2 separate regions of the Drosophila melanogaster genome follow, and region 2 is linked to region 1. Evidence: chromatin contacts called from public Hi-C data. All regions are on one chromosome and are shown on one strand. Each heading gives the region's core, a stretch centred on a gene start, on an enhancer-like site or on the middle of the called end of the contact. The rest is flanking DNA. Distances are from core to core; before and after follow the strand shown. Region 1 overlaps Gfrl (Glial cell line-derived neurotrophic family receptor-like). Region 2 holds the start of MtnD (Metallothionein D).

The links. A called contact is a pair of places that touch in the nucleus more often than the background predicts.
Region 2: a contact with region 1 is called in a Hi-C map of the Kc167 cell line, with 2.0 times the contacts expected there. The contact joins the promoter of MtnD here to the enhancer-like site in region 1. A contact is called at or near these places in 12 of 107 Hi-C or Micro-C datasets (the Clone 8 cell line, the Kc167 cell line, the Ras3 cell line and 5 more).

The regions. Positions count from the first base shown.
Region 1 is chr3R:20,443,366-20,448,358 of dm6, forward strand. The region is part of intron 3 of Gfrl (Glial cell line-derived neurotrophic family receptor-like); the gene reads right to left. Among named protein-coding and RNA genes, the nearest start is that of eIF3g2, 38 kb to the left of the region's middle. Within about 2 kb of position 2,891, at least 2 of the 39 cell types and tissues checked have an H3K27ac peak or open chromatin away from gene starts, as enhancers often do. A contact at or near this core is called in the Kc167 cell line, where this site is marked.
Region 2 is chr3R:20,532,305-20,537,297 of dm6, forward strand. MtnD (Metallothionein D) reads left to right here and starts at 2,658. Exons shown (of 2, transcript NM_176518.2): 1 at 2,658-2,737; 2 at 2,804-2,997. The coding sequence starts at 2,713. The coding sequence ends at 2,913. MtnE (Metallothionein E) reads right to left here and starts at 2,400. Exons shown (of 2, transcript NM_001300498.1): 1 at 2,306-2,400; 2 at 1,717-2,225. The coding sequence starts at 2,330. The coding sequence ends at 2,125. It overlaps Stat92E (Signal-transducer and activator of transcription protein at 92E), which reads right to left. Exons shown (of 8, transcript NM_001275828.1): 7 at 4,890-4,993; 8 at 3,019-4,241.

The DNA of each region.
Region 1 (4,993 bases), core at 1,641-4,140:
GCACTGCCAAATATTGCGGACGGAGTGCGAGGGAGATGGACGCCAAAGAAAAGAAAGAGCGGCCGCTAATGGAGCGAAAGAGAGGGCGAGAGGACGTCAGGACTTGCTGCGACAACGACATGTCAAACTGACCCAGTTATGCATTGTTCCCATAGTTTGCTCTTGTGCTCGTTTTTGCGGTATGTTTGCCCGAAAATTTGGTCAATAATTTTAAACTCGCCGCCTGGGGTGTTTGGGTGAAGCCCATACCCAAAGAACTCCCACCGCAGCCACGCCCCCTGTCAAGCCGCATCACATCATTCATATTTGGAGCTATTGTTGTTTGTCATTGTCGTGTTGCCATTTAATGTTTGCACTTGCATTGATTTTGTCGTATTCATTGGTGCGTTCACTTGTGTTTGCCTTTAAATTTGTTTAGCAGCGGGAAATCGCAAAAAAAAAAACGCCACAGTTGCAGTCAAAATAATAGAATTACTTATTGTCCCCGTAAAATAACAGAGCGGGTATAATACCAGGCTAATACGCAATAAAGTGAATAACAATAATTAAACTAGATTTCTTGTTTGCAGGTCACTATCCAATTTGCAGAATTATTTACTTATAGAAAATCCTATAAATACCAGGGATATTTATTTACCATAACCGAAACAACAACAAATGGTTTGTATAGAAAATTTTGGTTTAAATTGCGAATGGTCTTAAAAGAATATTAAATAGAGTCGACAATTTTTATTTCAAAAGCCGTTCGTTCGACACCAACTGTAAAAATCGATGGGTTAGTTTTGATTTAAATTAATTCGCGTGACTTATGGATTCAAATTATATTATCAGCGACCTAGCCTAAGCAAACCTAAATCATTCGACAACTGTCATTTCCAGGATAAATGTATATATCCATTTGTACGCATATCGCTGGACTTGCGGGATCGTAAAGCAAACGTCATTTCAACACAATCACACCCCTGACGGTAAGTTAACAATGCGAACTGTGCATAGATATAGACCGTCTTGGCCCAGGTGCTTAGTGTTCGGCAGATTAATTGGGTCAACAAACTGCAGCAGCAGTTTACCTCCAAATCACTTGAGTCGACAGTCTATAATTTAAACATGAGTGCTGGCCACATGCACACACCGACAAGAACTCATTTATGGTGAACGAGAGGCAATTAGTGTTGGACGGCAGTTGGGCACACAGACCGGGCTCTTAAAAATATTAAAAACCAAAACGCCAACAAGCTACGTCTGGCCAAAGTGACCGCATCAAAGCGCACCCCGGTGCGTATGAGCAATATGTGGAGGAGCAGCAGCAACTCGAGCAGCACTTCACCAAATGCCGAATATATAGTTCCTTTTTTGTTTCTCCACTCCGACTGTTCTCCTGGCCCGCATGAATCGCATGATTCGCATGTAGCTGCTGCTTGGTTGTTAGTTTTTTGGTCCTGCTCCTGCCGATTTTGCTCCAGGATCTGCTGCATATGGCAGCAGTAGACACGTGTGTATACCGTATGAACGGGCATGCATACATACGTCTGCCATAAAGTAATTCAGTGTTGTTCCAATAAAGTGCTTCATAAATATTTATTGGATTATCGAACGTATCGGACACACACACACACACACACACACACACGTGCTCTTGTCTGGAGAAGCGAACGCACATTGCTCCATTGCCATAATGAATATGAAGCAATGAACATTGCAATAAGCGCACGTATGAATAAATGAGAGCACAGCGGAGCAGAGCAGCAAAACGAAAAGAAAGAAGCCCGGAGAAGGAGGAGAAAGGAGGAGCGAGAGAGGAGAAAGCAGGAAACAGGAAGAGGAACCCAAGGAGTTTCCCATCTGAATGCGAATGAATGAATGCTTACGGCAAATAAACTAATAGTTCAAGTGCTCTCAATTGCGGGCATTCGTAATTTAATAAACCTCTTCTCCAATCATGGCGATTGTAAGTGGAGCCCATTGATGGATATATAAATACCATAAATTTATTCATCGCCGCTTAATTAACTAACACGCCCGGTCCGCTAATTGCATAATCAATTAACACATTTGATACTTTAATTATACACAACCATCGGCAGCAGGAGCAGCAGAGCAGTAACATTGCCTGTAATTAAAAGCGGATTAAATCCATAATCTCTGAAATTAAAGCCTCGTTAAAGTCACGAAACTGCGCTGCGTTATGAAATTGAAGGCACAGCACAGTGTATATATTATTTATTCCGACATTTACATCAGCAATCGGAATTGGGCAAGCAAACACAGTTCCCAGTCGAAGGATGAAAGGATGCCAGGATGGTAGAATCGAGGGACTCACAAGGACTGAAACTGAATCAGAAACCACCTAGGGCCTTGCAGGTATTTAGGGTGCTTGCATATTTTATGGCCTGTCATTGTTTATATTGTTCAAATCTCTCGCTCCATGTGTGTCAGCCTGGGAATTTCTTACGGCGACTTCATTTGCACATTTTACAGAAACATCGAGGCGTGTAATTCAAGGAGTGAAACCGAATCCGACCTCGACTTCCACAGCTGCACTGGTGCTGGTACAAAAAGTCAACCGAGAGCTGCTGAAAGCGGGTGAAGCGGAGACAGGCTTCGGATTTTGTAATGTATTCATACGAAATGACAACTGGCAAGAGAGCCAGACAAATGGAAAATCTCACTTGCCCCATTCTGGGCTCCGACTGACAGCCGAACAGACGAAGGACGGCCAATACTAATCACACATAAATCAAAAAATGACATAAAGTGTACCAACAGCAGCTGGCTGGGTGATCTGGCTGTCAGGCAGCTGGCACATGGCAAACTGCCGACATGTAACACGGAATCAAAACGAATTGAACTCAACTGAAATCGAAGTGAAATCAAAGGGGGAACGCAGGAAAGTAGGCAACGAAATATTACAATACGTATAGATTGCATGTGGGAGCCAGAGTTAAAGCCAAAGCCGATTGCACTGGCATATGGTAAAATCTCAGGCGGCGAGCAGCAACATGCAGCTCATGTATTATTAATAACAAATTACTGGCAAAGTACATTAAACATGCATTGTCAACTCCCCCGGGCAAACACGACCCTTCGATTATACGCCCAGATCCATTGAACGCGGTGCAGGGAGCGATAAAAAGGCTGAAAAAATACCTGTACTGCCAGCATATCGAGGCCCTAACACAATGCCATTGTAATATCGATTACAAAGCCCTCGAAAAGCAACGCCCAAACCACACATTAGCCTGCTCCGGCACCACTGCGTATGCGTAATAATAAGTATTCATATGTGCGGGAGTGTGTGTTTGTGTGTGTGCGGAGGAGTGCGGTGCCGACCTCGCATAATTGCTGTCATGAAACTCGTTATAATACACCTACGGTGCATGGAGTGAGCTGGCATTTTGTCAGCTTATGAATCCACTCCACTCCACATCACTTAATTTCACTCGATTTTCGACTCCCCCACAAGCATTGATTGATTCCCTTTGGCCGGCCAGTGAGTAATTGTTGTTGATTTAATAATTTATTGCGGTGGCAATTATTTAAACTGGCCATCGACAAGCTATGACATCAGCCCTCTTCGAATAGAAACCGTAAACATTTCGATCGAGGACGAGCGGTGCAAATGGCAAATCCCCTTCTCGGCGACGCATTTGCATAAGCAAATCTGATGCTACATGCAAAGGCACCAAGGTTGGAAGGTTGGCAAATAAAAAGTAGAAAGTTGAAAGTGGAAGCCGGAACCCAGAACCATACACGGCACACACGTGTATGTCAAAGCGAATGAGTTGAAAAGCTGCATTAAACAACACTTAGATGTGGCCAAAAGGACGGCAGGAGCTGATGGGAGTTGGTGGGTGCAGCGGCAGAAATGATTCATGATTCGGGTGCGGACAGCGGGGAACTCAAAGTGAAAGGAGTCCGGAGACGAACAAAGGCCACGGATCGCTGAGCAGGGTGCGGGGGAGTGTTGCAGCAAAGCAAATAATGTTAAAGTTGTTCCACAAGCAGCTGCTGCCATCGCCACTACACACGGCGAAATAATTCACTTTGGAGTTGCGTACCTTCGCGTACTTCTTTTGTTGTTCACAAAATAAATACAATTTATGTAGCTGAAACAAAAAGTATCTAAATAATGGCATGTCCCAGATTGACCACAAAGAATGAAGTCAGAAACCGATATTCTTTGAACTTTTTTTTTTTTTTTGTAAGTTAATTTATTTAACTTAACAAATTTATTAACACTCCACTAAAGTGAAAACTGGCTAGACCTAAGTTATGAGAAAATTTATTTATACATCCAAATGTAAGTTAGGTGGTATCATAATCTCGTAATCTCTTTAAGATTATTTTTTCTGTGTACCTAGAAAAAATTGCGCGCAGGTAACAAGCAAAACAAAGGCACACAAAAGGTAGCTAGAAAAAATACATACATATAACACCGAGAAAAACTGCATAAAATGTCAAGGTAAAACTAACAAACTGGCTTAGGAGCGATTTAACGGAAACGGAAATGCCAGCGAACGTTTAAAGCGCCACCAACTTGCGACAGCTGCATTTAAAAGCCGAGAACTTCTTTTACTTGGCGCGATAAGAAACAGGAGCAGGAGCAAAAGGATATAAATACAAAATACAGAGCCCTTGAATGGGCCGCTTAATTAGAGTGTAAACGGGCGACAGGCGCAAAGTTCAAATCGCTACTCAAAAGTAATTAAAAAGTTGCAAATAAAACGCAAAGAATACGGCCAAATTACGCGATTGCAAAGAAACTTTGAGACAGTTAGGCAACGCTTTAAAAAAAATCAGAACAGAACCCCTTTGCCATTTAAATTGGGAATGGATTACGACGAATGGAGCGGTGGCACTGAACAATTGCAGCAATTTCAACTCCAACTCATTGAACAGCACTTGGGAACTACGCCAACAATTTTACGCTTGGGCCTAACCAGAAATTCCCGGCCAGGACTACCACCGCACTCCGATTCAGTTGAATGCATTG
Region 2 (4,993 bases), core at 1,408-3,907, 89 kb after region 1:
CACAGCGGTTGGATCACAAGCGCACCTCTGTGCGCGTGCTGGTGCAAAGTTTTCCCAGCTCGTTGGGAGATGGAAATTAACGCAGGGACACCGGAACAGCTGAGCCAAAACTGAGGCCGGACCTGTCTGGGCCCAGTCTGTTTGGGTTTTCCTGGGGCTTTTGGGTCAACCGCCTCCTGGCTTAAATTTGGTTGGCGGGGGAGGGAGCATAGAGTCTGCCACTCGACGCGACGGCTGCCGACTAATCTGTTAATTTATGTTGAAAAGTTCAAGAAAGTTTCGAAGCGCTTAGCAAACAAATTGTAATAAATTATTAAGAATATTTGCACACAAAACGGGCGGGCGGGTGACACCACGATGGCTTCACAGCTTTTGTGCATTTCATTAATTTATGTTTCGTTGCCTGCCAAAAACTTCTCGCCACTTGTGTGGATAATTTGATTTCACCGTAGAGCAACTTTACACTGTCGCCAGGAGGCGAGATTCACACGCAAAGATAAACACGAGCCCGTGTCCTTTGTCCCCTGTTTCCGGAATACCGTGTACCGTAGCGTATATTCTGCATTACCCGATCCCTTATTCCTTAACCCTGATCCCGTCGAGGGTCGAAAGTGGCCAGCGAAAAGTTAAAATGTTCTTATGCATAAGTGATGCGCCGGGCGCCTCGTCCTTTTTCGCCTTTCGCCTGGCGACAAAGTCCTCACGAAGTGCCCGCATTGCAGTTGTTTCCGCTTTGCTCCGTTTCACTTCGCTGCGACATGAAAACTTAATGTCGTAATTAACTGTTTGCGTTTGCGCTTTAAGAGTGCTCATCGCGTATACGTCCCGTGTGCGTCACTGCTTTGACCGCGTATGCGCCCCCTAAGCCGAGATTTAAACGCATCGCGTGACCCACTTGCAGCCTGCAACTTTCAATGTCGACGTGTCACTTTATCAGGCAGCAGCTGGCAAATGGTGTGACACGAATTTCCGGCCAGGAAGCAAAACAAAGCAAATAGAGCAAAACAAGGGAAAATGGCTGACTGGCATTTCGAAGCGGGAAATGGCTGTAAAAACATCATAGCTCAAACTTCCACCCATACGAATTAACTTTGATGACTTGGCGGAAAAGACCGGCAAAGCAAAAATCAGTTAGCAGTGAGCAGTTACCTGGCGCGATTCCATTTCCGCCGCTTAACGATATTAAATCGCTGAAATGGGAATTTCGGCCAAGAGCCAAGCTCCTAGGATATCCAACTAGATTACCTTGGACTCCGGAACCGGCAGTTCCCCAAATTCGACTGCCTGTTAAATAAGATTGTCAACTGCAATTAGCGCGCTTAATGCATCTTTCGGATGCGAATTGACAGACAGACAGAGAGCGTGTCATTCTCGGCTTTCAATCTGCCAGATGTTTAACCACTTGCCTGCGCCATCCTGCCATTTCAACCTGTTTACAGCACGCATCCTAGAGGACTCCTCCGAGCAGTGTGGCAAGGACACGACTGTGGCACTCAGACATGCATTCGCTGCTCGCCACTGCCAGCAGAGGCCCCTCCAAGTTGCACATTTAAAGACTGCGGCGACTCGAGTCCCCTTCTCTGTCGGCTGATGGCCCTTCAACTAACGCACCTGCTCCACAGCCAACCACACTAACCACACTTGGCTAAATGGGCCATAGAAAGTGGTAGCGAGCTGTTTTGCTTCGCTGCAAATTAAATAAACCCCGTAGATTATAAACTTATGCCCAAAGTGGGGCCTGAAATGAAGACTTCCGTCACAAATGCCTGAACATTTTTTCAGTTATTTTCTACTTTTATGCATGAGTAGCTCTAAAGTCTACTTTAGAAGCAGGCACAATAAATTTATAATACGATTTATAATGTTAAGGATTCAATATTGTTGCCAAAAAATGTGAATCACTGTTAACTGCATGACGACCTGGATTAAGAAGGTAACAATTTGCAATAACGAAGCTTTTCTGTTTCAATTTTTGAAAGGATTTAAAGTGCAACATTTCGCAATAATTAATAGTAATATTAAATTAAGATAAGCACAACATTATAATGGGTTTTATTCAGCGTCAGGCAGGGGTTTGTAACAACTATTAGAGACTATTTAACCTAATCCAAATGGATCCGGCCATCACTTGGCCTGGCAGCACTTGGCTCCCGTCTTGGCGGCGCATTGGCATTGGCTGTTTCCGGCGCAGTTACCTCCGCACTTTCCGGCTGAGCACTGGCAGTCTAGTAGAGGTGGAGAGTTCATTCTATTAGTATTACTTTATAAAATATAAGTTTTCCCACTTGGGGTGACTGGTACTCACTGTTTCCACATCCCTTGCAAGGCATCTTGTTGATTTGTTTTTTGTTTATTTACTGCGGTAATTCCGAGTCTTAGAAGCTTGTTGAACTTGCTGATGCCTTCTGGTTGGGAAATCCTCCTCTTTATACCCGATCCAGTCCAATCGAAACTGTGGGCCGTTCTGCCCGATAAGATAAGAAAGCCGTGTGCAAGTCGATCGGCGTGCGCAAAAGCATTTTTCTGCCCGGCGATGATAAAGCGATTTGCACACGCCCTGATAACAGGAATTGATTTTTTTGGTGCGCAAAGCAGTGAAAGCTCTATAAGAATGCTGGACCGCCAGTCGACAGTCATCAAACAGTGCTAGCTAACGGCTAAGTGAATCAAGTTTATTTTAATATAATCAACAACAAAATATTTTAACACAAAATGGGTTGCAAGGCTTGTGGAACAAGTGAGTGTACTAGTAATCATACTAGTTAAACAAGTGCGGTTGCTAACTTCCCTACTTAATCCTCAGACTGCCAGTGCTCCGCCACCAAGTGCGGTGACAACTGCGCCTGCAGCCAGCAGTGCCAGTGCTCCTGCTAGAACGGACCCAAGGACAAGTGCTGCTCCACCAAAAACTAGATACAGGACCCATCTCGAGCTCATCTGTGTGATGAAAGACCCTTTGGCATGACAACGAAATAAAATACACAATCAATTGAAACTAATGTTTAAAATCAAATCTTTATTGGCCATTTTGACAAGAATAGTTCTTTAGTTATTTCCCACATTAGCTTTAGAAATTGCACACCCAATTAGCGTTCGAAATTACATTTAAAACACTTACACAATGTACACATTTAGTTCAAGTACACCGTGAGAACAGGACAATCAAATAATAGTATCCAAATATCAACATTGTTTTTGGCGAGCTTCTCTCGTGTGTATTTGTGTGTTTTGTGCTGTTTGTTTATAGTTTTTGGGGAATGTGTGTGTGTGCAATAGCTTTCACAATTAAACATTAAAACATTACGTACACAGTATTACATTTGATTTCGCAAATTGTGAGTACACAAAAGGAAATCCGCTCCCGTTCGCATTTAAGTGTTTCAAGTTTATTGAATTGTATATTTATTTGGGGTGTACTTAAGTCTTATAAAATTCTTAAGGTTCACGTACAAAGCTAAGTGTAGTATTGTGTTATTGTTGTTGTTTACATACATAAATGATTATGTTTACGATCTCTCAAACAAACGTAATATGGTCCTCGTGTCTCTAATAGCTGACTAAAAAGGCAATCGCATGTGGCGCATTTGAAATGCATTGCAAACTCTGCCCTGATGACTCAAACAAACAAGTTTCAAAAAAATATACATTGATTAGTTCAAATTTTTGCGCATTTTCAGCATTGGAAGCCAATAAAGGATGGGGTTACATAAAGCAATTCAATCTTACTTAGATTATAACTAAAATTAAAGCAATCAATCCCTGCGTTGCTGCTCTCGTTGATTGTTTTTCCACTTTCGTTTAACATAGGCTTAGCACGCGAATTAAATTGTATATCAAAGTTTTAAAATTAGGCCATAAAATTAAAATCAAAATCAAAAATTTAGATTCAACAAATAGTTACTCACTAACTAAACCGATTATTTTGTCAGTATCATCTAAACGTAATGCTTTGTCACAGACGAACACGTCATAGTGCACAAATTGAAATCATATGTATACATATATAAAAGATATATATAAAAATATAAAACAACGTGCGGACACATTCCAAAGGTTTATACAACACAGAAATTCTAAATTTTGCATAAGTCAGACACAATCATAATCACGATATATTATATAGACAATGTTCTGGCTGTGAGCTGAAGGTGTTTGTGTTGAGGTGCTCAATTTGCATGCATTGATCGGCTAGATCTTATTGATGTTGATGTTGTTCTTGTGTTTTGGCGTTTCACAAAAAGCTGCAAGGAAAAAGGTAAGAGTTCAATATAAAATGTATAAACGAAAACCTACGAAAATAGTTCTTAATAGTTTTTAGTCGCAAGTAGTAGGTACACGAGTAACATTTAAAATACGCAGCTAAGTTGGTTTTTAAAAATAGTTTCACCATCTGCGGCAAGAAAGCGCTTGTGTACATATATACGTATATAAATATATATAGATATTCTGCATGTAAATTCGTAATTTGTTTCGTTCCCTGTACGAAGTTTCAATTCTTCTAGCTAGTCTTAAAAGAAGTCTCAACTCTTCTAGCTAGTCTTAAAAAGCAAACGGATCCATGACCATTGAAACCAGCTAACTTCCGTGCCGGAATCCATATCCTTTCTCTAGTTTATTTGTGTATAACGTTTGTATATAGCATAAAACGACGAATAACGCTCAAAATACGATTAACAATTAACTGGACAATCGCGAACATTTAGTACGTAGCATAATAAACCTCTTCGTGACAATATATATATTTTTTTGTATCTATTCACTTGCTTATTAACATTTGAATACAACTTGTTTCGTTCTTTTTCGATCTGACCCGAAGGCCTAGCAAAATCTTAGTGCGCTTAATTGTGTTTGGTGGTGAAATAATAAATATCAAGAGATAAAATACATACCAAACAAAACCTTCCACTACGATGCATTCCCAAATCTAATAATTACATCTAGATAACATTAAATAAAACTTTCGATTAGCACAATGAGTCATGCGCCAGATCGT